2 separate regions of the Drosophila melanogaster genome follow, and region 2 is linked to region 1. Evidence: chromatin contacts called from public Hi-C data. All regions are on one chromosome and are shown on one strand. Each heading gives the region's core, a stretch centred on a gene start, on an enhancer-like site or on the middle of the called end of the contact. The rest is flanking DNA. Distances are from core to core; before and after follow the strand shown. Region 1 holds the start of mRpS33 (mitochondrial ribosomal protein S33). Region 2 holds the start of CG10324.

Region 1 (4,910 bases), core at 1,116-3,615:
AAGGCGCAACTGAACGTGGAATTCCTGTGCATGGACTCCACCATTCTACTGCCTCCCACGGGAACGCCACTTACTGGAATCAACTTTACGCGACGACTTCCCTGCGGGGAGGTGGAAAAGGCACGCCGAGCCATTCGCGTTTACTTCCTGCTGCGTCGCACGTGCCAAAAGTTTTTGAATGAGAAGGAATCGCTATTGCCGCTTACAAATGTAGTCAATCTGGTTCAGGTGGAGAACGTACTCGATCTGAGTAAGTATACTCCTCCTACGATGATGTATGTATATATTAAGGCTAACCATTATCCATCTAGACAATAGTGATCTAATAGCCTGCACCGTTGTGGCCAAGGACAGCAGCAAGCAAAGACGCTTTCTGGTCATTGACGCATTGCAGCTAATTCTCGTCGAGCCGGATGCAAAGCTGCTTGGCTGGGGCGTGGCAAAGTTCGTTGGCTTTCTGCAGGACGTAGAGGTGCAGGGTGATAAGGATGACTCGCGCTGCTTGCACATCACCGTGCACCGGGGCGGAGTCACTCACAACCGCACTCCGTTGCTCTCGGCTAAGTTCCTGTTCGACGATCACATCCGTTGCATGGCTGCCAAGCAGAGGTTGACAAAGGGTCGTAGCAAGGCGCGACAAAAGAAGATGTACCAGATTGCGCAACTCATCGAGATTCCTGGACAGATGGACTCTCCCGTCTACGCTGTTGGTGGCACAATGGTCGCATCCAGTAGCGGCGGAAGTGGTAACAGCAGTGGCAGCAGTTCGCGCAGTAGTCACCACCGTCCCATGTTCTCCACGGCCAATCGAGTGCCGGGATTTGCAGCGGTGCTGCGTGGAAGCAATAGCGCTGGGGTTAGTCGAACCCAGATGGCCCCGAATCGATCCATCGAAGGGTAAGTTCACGTCGGTGTGTCCTCATGTTCCTCATTTCCATCCTCATCTGTGCGTCTTCCCGCAGAATTAGAAATGAAAGCGCTGGCCGCTCCCGACGCCGCAGTCCCAGCTCAACTTCGGGCTCGAATCTTAGGGCCGATCACTCGGATCGGGAGCGATCGCCCAGTGTTAGCATGGGCAGCCACAGCTCCTCGCAGTCTCGGGAAAACTCCCAGCCCAGAAGTACTGGAAATCGGTCGCGGGAGAGCAGCCCTAGAATGCCCAGGCCGCGGTAACAATGAAACATTTTCGTTAGCTCTGTAGTCTTAGAATGGTTTCTGTTATAATTGAGATTTGTAAAGTATTGCAGTATTCTAAACTAGTCTTTCTATTTTTTTTAATTGGATTACGCCCAAGACATCAAAAAGTTTATTTTATAATTTATCGAGCTGTTTACATGATTCTCGAAATTTGCTACATTTTTGGCTCCTTGGCCAAAAAAAAATCTTTAAGATTGACTAAGTTTGCTTGTAATACCACCTTGTATAATTATGTATAAAGATATCGTTTGTCCTATATTTTTATATTTATTTGCATATTATTTTGACAAATAAACAAAGAATAGCATGCCTTTAAGCCCTCCAGTTTTATCTGTCCTCGTTATTCTATGTGTTTGTTAATTATAAAATTTACTAATTTTCACCTAATCGAGTTATAAATAAATGTGTAATATTTTTTCATTCTAGGTCGGAGGAGATTCCTCTCGAGGACTTCCAGCACTCACGGAACAACAGTCCGCACTCTCGGGGAAACCCCTCGCCTGCCTCCCGCTCACACACACCCATCCGCGTGCTCCACTACGATCAGCTGTCCGGTCATAGCGGCTCACCACGTGAAGCGTCCCTGGGGGGAACTAACGCCCTGCTAAGCCAGTTAAATGGGCTGAACCGTGAAGTGCTCCCAACGCAGAGCTCCGAGGAGACTTCTTTTATTGGGAGCGACGGAAACGAGGCCACTGGCGGATCGGAGGGCAGGCGACGGGGGGCCATAGAGACGGTTTAAGATAGACTAGAAGTTTTAGTATTACATTGGAAGCAGCCTTATGCTTAGATTGTTGCTAAAATTTTGTTATTCCAGTTGACTAATAAGGTGGTACATACTCTAATTCCTTTTCATTTTAAATAAAAACTAATTTGACGAATTTGAGCTCAAGTCTATATATATATTAGTAAAGAAGTATGTTTTTTGAACCTTCGATAATGGAAGCCACAAATTATTGTTCTAAAATGTGGGTTTCTTATATTTCGCATATGTTCATTTTTATAACAAGGTTTTACTTTTAATTTTACTGAATTGTCTATAGACGCCAGTGCTGTTTTGTAGTCAGTTTTCAAGTAAATGTTCTATAATAATCTTTAAAATAACGGTCAATACAGGTTTAAAATTTGAGGAATGTCCCTATTGTCGGCCTTTTGTGTGAATGCCAACTGCACTTGGAAATCAGCTGTCGCTTGTTTTTGTTTCGTGACATAACCGCAATTTACTAAAACTTAGAAACTTAACTTAAATTATTTCATGAAAAGCATAGCAAACTAATATTAACTATGTCCCACAAGTACACGGAGCTGATTAAGGTCGGCACGCAGTATGCTCGCCGGATGAACTACCTCTCAAATCGCATTTTCGGCGAAGTGGCTCGCACCACAAACGAGAAGTCCATGAAGGTATGTTCTCGAAATAAATTTATTAATTAAAATGTAAACATGTTTTATCCGACCTTCCCCAGGTGGTTCGCATGTTCTCGGAGGAACCAATTCACAAACGGGACTACGTGATCAACTGGTATCCGCGGCACGTGGAGACGCACTTGCTGATGAAGAACCTTCGCGACTACGGACTGTTCCGCGATGAGCACCAGGACTTCAAGGAGGAGATGAAGCGTCTGCGCAAGCTGCGCGGCAAGGCGCCTCCCAAGAAGGGCGAGGGCAAGCGGGCCTCAAAGAAGTAGTAAAATAAATATTCTAACATCCACTTTTATTGAACCAAAGCTAGTCTTTTTAGTTGCGAGTCAGCAACTTGGCGCTGCCGGCGAACACCACCTCGTCGTTCTGCCTTATATCGTACTCCACGGTGGAAATCTTGCGAGATTGTAGCAGACGTACGGTCACCACGGTGTCGGTCTCAATACGACAGGGTTTCAGAAACTTGAAATTCTGCTCTAGAACCACGGTGCCCGGACCAGGGAGCTGGGTACCCATTATACCAGCCACCACCGCGTTGAGCAGGGCTCCATGGACGCGGCGCTCCTCGGTGGGCGTTTCCAGACTATGGATGTAGTTGTGGTCGCCGGTGAACTGGGCAAACTGCTCCAAATCGCTTTGGGAAAACCGCTTAACCACTTGCACCTGCTTCACTGCTTTGCTGCTCAGCTGTCGGAACGTTTGGGGAAGCCTTTTGCAGCTGGACAACCTCTGTGCGTGTTGCGAAATCTTGCAGCAGCAACTGACAAAGTTTAACGATGCGTTCATCGTGGGCCTTGACCCGCCACTCTTGCACCGTCCTTAGCACCGCAGGGCTCAGAAGTAAATCCCGTTCAGTCCGTTCACCAAATTCCAGTAATTGGTAAAAGAGCGCCAGGCTGTGAAGTACTATTTCCGGGTGATCAGTGCGCACAAAGAGGCCGGTTAGCAGTTTTAGCTGCTCTCTGATAAATTTGGCAGCCGTTTTGTCTGCAATAAGAATATGATGAACAAGGTTGGTTTGAAAATCAAATGTTTGCTTACCCAGGCAAAGGTTACACAATGCCGCAATTCCGTGCACTTTTAATAGCTGATCCTGTGTCTCCAGCGATGCCACAAATACATCCAAGGCGTCCGCCTCCAGGAGATGCGACCAGTTGATGGGATCGTATGCAAAATTGGCCAAATTAGCAGTCACCTGCTGCTGGGCCTCTAATAATGAAAATCAAAAATGAATTCACACCGGCAAAATGACGTGAATAAAAACCTTACCGATGTTGGTTGTCGTATAATACTCATCGACCAGGTGACCAATGTACTCCCGGCGGTCAATGCCCTGGGCAGGCGTCCTCCTCTTCAATGTCCTGTGGCTGGAGAACATAAAAAGGATGCGAAGGCAAAGCTGCGATTTGAAATCAGTCCCAAAATGCCATTCACAACGCAAACTATTCATGTTTTACCATTCACATATAAACGTGCTGAAATACATTGGGGGCAAAATAATAGCTTTCGGATTCAAAGCCACATTTATAAAAGTTATTTGTTTCATCTCATTTTTTTTTATAATGAGCAATTGGGTTGTTGTACAAAATCACACATGAATTTATTTGAAAACATAATAATTTTATTTCGAAATAATATATGACATAAATATTTTTTAGAAAACGTTAAACATTTTAATCAATTCCTTTTCCAATAAGTACATTTATACAAGAAGCGAAAAATACAATATTTCAAAGATTAATTTATTAAACCAAGTTTAGTTCTTTAAAGGTAAACCACCAGCAAAACGTCCTCATTACGCAGGCTCCTCCTCCTGACCTGAAGCCTTAACTCTCCTCCTTGCTGGGACTGTCTTTCCCCAAGAACTCTGTGTCATTGGAATTGCTGAAGTGGCTCCTGGCAGCTGCAACTGACTTTGGTGGGATGTTGAACAGTGGGTGGGTAGGCAGTAGCTCGTTAATGGTGTCGCCCAGGACCTGGGGGCTGCTGGCGCACTCCGAGTGCTGGGCAATGGAAACGCCACTAAGAGTATAGCATGTGTGGTAGAGATCCTGCGGTCTGAAAATATGGGTTTTACATTAAAAAACATCACAATGTTGGCATTAATCCCTTACTTTCCGGGTTTGTCGATAAGCCCGCCGCTCTGCTTTTGGCAGCAGAGCAGGATGTACTCCTGCAGGGCCTCCACATCGAAAAGGGTGTGCTCCATTTGCTTATCGACGCCGGATAGCGTTGCCTGCGTAATGGGAATGGTGGCTCCCACCCAGAAGGAGTAGCAGCCATCAACCAGT
Region 2 (4,910 bases), core at 712-3,211, 210 kb before region 1:
ACGGCAATGATGTCGGCGCAGATGCGCTGCACAAACTCCTCCTCGATCTGCAGCATGCGGGTGAAGTCTTGCTCCCCGATTATCTCCACGTTGGTTTGGCTCTCGCCCTTCTTGTACTCCAGCGAGCAGTCAAGCAGCACGATGCGGGGATTCTCGATGAGGCGTCGCATCTTGGGATGCGTCACGTCTTTGTTGATCATCACGCCCTTAAGAACACACGACTCCTCGATGGCGCCACCCGGGATCTTCTCCACCTTGGCATAGCTGTGAAAGTAACAAAGTTAAAATTATTTATTCAAAAATAATATGCATAACAAATTTCGTTCTTACCGTTTAATGTCTACCTCCAGACGGCCGTTCTCACTTAGCGTCACTGTCTCGACTGCGTCCAGGGCAATCTTGACGGCAAGGTCGGACCACTTGCCAATGAACTTGGTGCCCACACAGGCCTTGACCACATCGGCCATCTTGGCCTTATCCTTGACGTCCAACTGGATGCTAAGCTGGGACTGCAGGTGGCCGACGATGTCCTCGAGGGCCTCGCGATAGGCGCGAATGATAACAGTGGGGTGGATCTGTTGCTGGAGGAAGGGCTCGGCGGCGGCCAGCATCTCGCCGGCCAGGACGATGACCGATGTGGTACCATCGCCAACCTCCTCGTCTTGTGTGCGAGCAATTTCAATCATGCTCTTGGCCGCCGGGTGCTGCACAGTGATCTCACGCAGGATGGCGTTGCCATCGTTGGTCATCACGATGCCGCCCATTGGGTCCATCAGCATCTTCAGCATGGCCTGTGGCCCCAGACATGTGCGTATCACATCGGCGATGGCCTGGAAAAAGACGTTTTAATCAACAGATGGTCGGAAAACGCGAGAACACAAAAACCCAAGACCCAGACATGTGAGTCACGCATACCTTTCCGGCTTGGATGTTCTCCAACTGCACTTTGCGGCCCGATTCTCTCTTTGTGTTTTGACCTGTCGGCGGGTAATTCGATTGCAATTGGGCTCTACGACGTGCAAATTTCATACTCACTCAACACGAGTATTGGCTGCTGTCCACCGAACATCTTTCTGGCTGTTTAATTTATTTCTGCGTGAAAACAATTGAACTCGTGCTGGCGCTGCCGCTGTTTGAAAGAGAATGAGTGAGGTTAGAACCGCCGATGACACATTATTCGAGAAGGTTCGATAGGATATTGAGCGGACCGGCTTGTTAGTTACTTCTGCCAGTTCCTTCTTCTAGTTTCTTTTCTTTCCTCACTTACTGCTAACTGACTTTTGCGATCGCTTATAAGTTTAATTCAAATTCTCCACAATTCGAAGCAGCAGCTCTCTTAAGAATCGATATCGAGAAACAGTATACTTACACTATGCAGCTTTTGTTATCGATGTCACAGAATTACATTCGTCATAACTGCGATTTTTTGAAGGCGCCTAACTTGGTTTTAAATTTTCCACCCTGAGGTTTAAGCGAAATCAAAACATTAAACTTGTAACAATAAATAATATTTTCTACGGTGTAAGTGATACTGGAAATTAATTTATATTACGAATGGATTTTAAATTTATGTTATATAGCATATTTCTATCACATCATAATTAAAATGTGGAAATTTTGAAGCCTAAAAAGCCTAACCAACTAAACTCAAAAGAAGTTAAAATATAATTTATGAAAATTGTATCACCTTCGAAAAAGAAAATGTTGGAGGATATTCTGAATATAACGGGGGAAAAGTGATTACTTGGAATGATGAGTTACATAAACAGCGTCGAACTTTTTAATATTTGAAGATCCTGTGCTGTATTCAATAAAACTGCTCAAAACGTATTAAATGGATTTCATGGTAGTTTTTATATATAAATGGAAAAACAAATAAGTTTTGCAAATACTTTAAAAGTGTAGTGTAAGCGTTTCATAAATTAAATAAATTATCGATATCGATAACAAACCGCGAGTCAGCTGTGGCCTGTTTGTTTACGATACATTTCGGCTTCAATTTGTTTTTAATAGTTATTAATTTTTTAACTAGACAACATGGAGGCCAAGAAGATATCTTTTGGCTTTAGTAAATTGTCCAAGAAACCAAACATTCTGCCCAGCAAGCAGCCGAAAGAGGAAAGCAAGGTGGAGTTGATAAAATGCTTGGAAGGAAACGAAATCATGCCAGTCGAGTAAGTTAAAATATCTTGAAATAGTTTTATACTCATATGTAATATTTAGCGAAAAGGTGGAAGCTGCTCCTCTTACCATCAAAATGATAGGCATGCAGAAGACTTCGTCCGCTTTGGCGAGTCTGATGAGGAGGCGGGCAGTTCTGCTGGGCGAGGAGGAACCGGATCCAGAGGAGGTGACTCCAGTGGCTCAGTCTATAGCAGAGGTCACCGCAGGCGGTCCAACGGAGAGTCTGGAACAGAGAGCAGCTCGGGAATTGATATCTGCCATCCAAAATAACGGTGCCGAAGGCCTAGATGACCAGAAACTTGTCCTGCCCGCCCTAAGCGCAGACGAACTGCCTCTCGATGGTGCCAAGGAGGCAACACTAGATGACTATGACAACATACCGATACAACAATTTGGCCTAGCCATGCTGCGCGGCATGGGCTGGGTTGATCCACCGCCAAAAAAGAAGGGCTCAGGACCCATCGATGATGCCCCCTTTCTGCGACCCAAAGGCATGGGCCTGGGAGCAGATAAGGCGCTCAAACCTAAAGCTCTACTGGTCCAGCCGGAGAAGAACGAGGTACTGGAGATTAAGAAGCAGGCGTACGTGCGCATTCTGGGCGGAAAGCAGAAGGATCAGTATGGCCAAATCCAAGGTTTTGATGACCATGCAGGGCGAGTAATTGTCAAAATGGCAATTGGAGGGGCCAAAGAGGCGTTCAACGAGTTCCTTTGTCAGCCCGTATCCCGCAAGGAGTACTCTCAGTATGGCAAGTGCATAAGTAAGTGGAGCCTGGAAAATGCAAATCCTTTATATTTGTGACATTTTTATATTTCTTTTACATTTACTTTCAGACACTGCCAAATACGAAGAATTCAAAAAAAATGAAAACGAGCATGGCCAGATTATTGTGAAGCAGGAAAATCCGTCAGGAAGAAGGGACAGAGACCGCAGGGAAGAAATTAGATCAGACCGGGATGAAGCTCAAAATCAAAAGAGTTCGAAGCCAGGGGACCAGAGATCTAGTAAAGAAGACTATCGCATGAAATGCAAGGAAGAAGATAAAAGGTCTTACAAATATGAAGACAAAAAAACGTACAAAGACGAACATCGCAGGACGTACAAAGACGAGCGAAAATCGTACAAGGAAGCCAAATCTAACAAAGAGGAGGTGGATCGAGAAAAGAAGTATGTGCGGAGTGGTAGCTCCTCTGTATCTAAACGCGAGGAACGTGAGCGTCGTCGTTCGCCGAGTCCCAGAGGCAGAAGCCCATCTAAGTCGAAGCGGGAAGACCGTGACCAAAAGCGTTCGCAAAGTCCCCGAAGCACCAGAAGAACAAAGAGTAGTTCAGACGAGGCAGACGATACGGGAGAGTCCACCGAGAGCGACTCCGACTCTGCATATGAACGCAGGAAGCACAAGAAGAAATCATCCAGCCACAAGTCAAGAAAACACTCAAAGAAGTCCAAGAACAAGTCGAGAAAGGCGGACAACGACTCCAGCTTAGAGAGCGATGACAGCCTCGGTGAAAACCATCGTCGTCACCACAGCAAGCACAAAAAGAAGACCAAGAGGAGCAAGCATGTCAGGTCCCGCACGCGATCAAGGTCAAGAGACCGTCAGTGATTGATCTATTTAGTTGAAATCTTTATTTAAATATAGTTCATTAGACGCTTAAGTTCCTTTTTTTATCTTACTTGGGATTATCATAAATTTCAATTAACTCACAAAATAATCACAAAAATGCCTTGTCTTTTGTTGCGCGTTTTTTTCTCTCTCCGTACGCCTCGTTTCGAGAATACTTCTGTCTTACATGTTACAAACTTATAGTAGGAGATGTGATGGGGCCAGAACCACGGATTTGCTAGTTTTCCGAGTTTTTTTTTTCTGTATGCGCTGCTCTTATCTTTTAAGATATTTATAGTTTCAAATTCAATGCGCCTAATGTGTGATTTAGTGATGCGATGTGTGCATAATGGCAAGTAGATGACTTAGGCATGTTTTATATTTTTGGTCAAATGGTGATGAGTTTATCTGGTTGCTTTCCTTTACTGCAGCTTCCTTTTGCCGCACTGGATCTTCTCGTTAATAATCTTCGAGGCCCTTTGGGTGATGGCCTTAAAAATGTCCTTGTTCTGTAGTCCTGGCCACATGAGGATGAGTAGGGTGGCCAAGTACATAAGCAGTAGATTGTTAATGATGGCTCCAATCCAGGCCATAGCCAAAAGACCCAAACTCATGACGATTACAAACTGGAATCAAAACGAATAAATGTGAGATGAAATAATAATAGAACCCGAAGTTTTTATTTACACTTGAGCTTGCAGAAGAAGATCTACTGCACATACTAGGCCCTGAAACTGCTTCTCTGTTTTCATATACATATACACACACGGTCTCTACCGCATCTACTCACCACTGTGGACTTCCGCTCGTTGAAGAGGTACTCGTACCAGACCACCAGGCTGCCCTTGACGGCGCACACCTGGCCGCACACGTCCTCGAACTTGGCCTCCTGGTCGCCATCCCAGTTGACTCCGCCAAAGATCAGGCGCGACACCATGGGGAATGCGTAGTTCAGCAAAATGCTAATGACACCGAGCAGCGACAGCAGGGTAATCAGCGACAAGTCCAGGTACCACAGCACCAGGTACAGGCAGCTGATGACGCCAAACACCACTCCGGCGTAGTACTGCTTCTCCCAGGTTAGCACGCCGTACGCTCCCACGATGGCTGTCCGGAAAG

What was found. A called contact is a pair of places that touch in the nucleus more often than the background predicts.
Region 2: a Hi-C map of the S2 cell line shows a contact between it and region 1, with 3 times the contacts expected there. The contact joins the promoter of CG10324 here to the promoter of mRpS33 in region 1. A contact is called at or near these places in 24 of 107 Hi-C or Micro-C datasets (the D17-c3 cell line, the Kc167 cell line, the S2 cell line and 8 more) and 2 of 6 datasets of contacts at active chromatin or transcription factors (both in the Kc167 cell line).

What each region holds. Positions count from the first base shown.
Region 1 is chr3R:16,434,052-16,438,961 of dm6, reverse strand. It overlaps mRpS33 (mitochondrial ribosomal protein S33), which reads left to right and starts at 2,365. Exons shown (of 2, transcript NM_079656.4): 1 at 2,365-2,601; 2 at 2,664-2,917. The coding sequence starts at 2,482. The coding sequence ends at 2,885. It overlaps CG14881, which reads right to left and starts at 4,063. Exons shown (of 4, transcript NM_169718.3): 1 at 3,889-4,063; 2 at 3,661-3,828; 3 at 3,395-3,606; 4 at 2,896-3,306. The coding sequence starts at 3,997. The coding sequence ends at 2,935. ema (endosomal maturation defective) reads left to right here. Exons shown (of 11, transcript NM_142285.2): 8 at 1-250; 9 at 312-897; 10 at 963-1,169; 11 at 1,624-2,082. The coding sequence ends at 1,939. Fntb (Farnesyl transferase beta subunit) reads right to left here. Exons shown (of 4, transcript NM_142283.4): 3 at 4,734-4,910; 4 at 4,222-4,677. The coding sequence ends at 4,446.
Region 2 is chr3R:16,644,055-16,648,964 of dm6, reverse strand. CG10324 reads left to right here and starts at 1,961. Exons shown (of 3, transcript NM_142314.3): 1 at 1,961-2,174; 2 at 2,224-2,945; 3 at 3,019-3,893. The coding sequence starts at 2,038. The coding sequence ends at 3,791. CCT3 (Chaperonin containing TCP1 subunit 3) reads right to left here and starts at 1,360. Exons shown (of 4, transcript NM_169727.2): 1 at 1,036-1,360; 2 at 916-977; 3 at 331-830; 4 at 1-264. The coding sequence starts at 1,069. Arl6IP1 (ADP-ribosylation factor-like 6 interacting protein 1) reads right to left here. Exons shown (of 3, transcript NM_142313.3): 2 at 4,582-4,910; 3 at 3,794-4,417. The coding sequence ends at 4,214.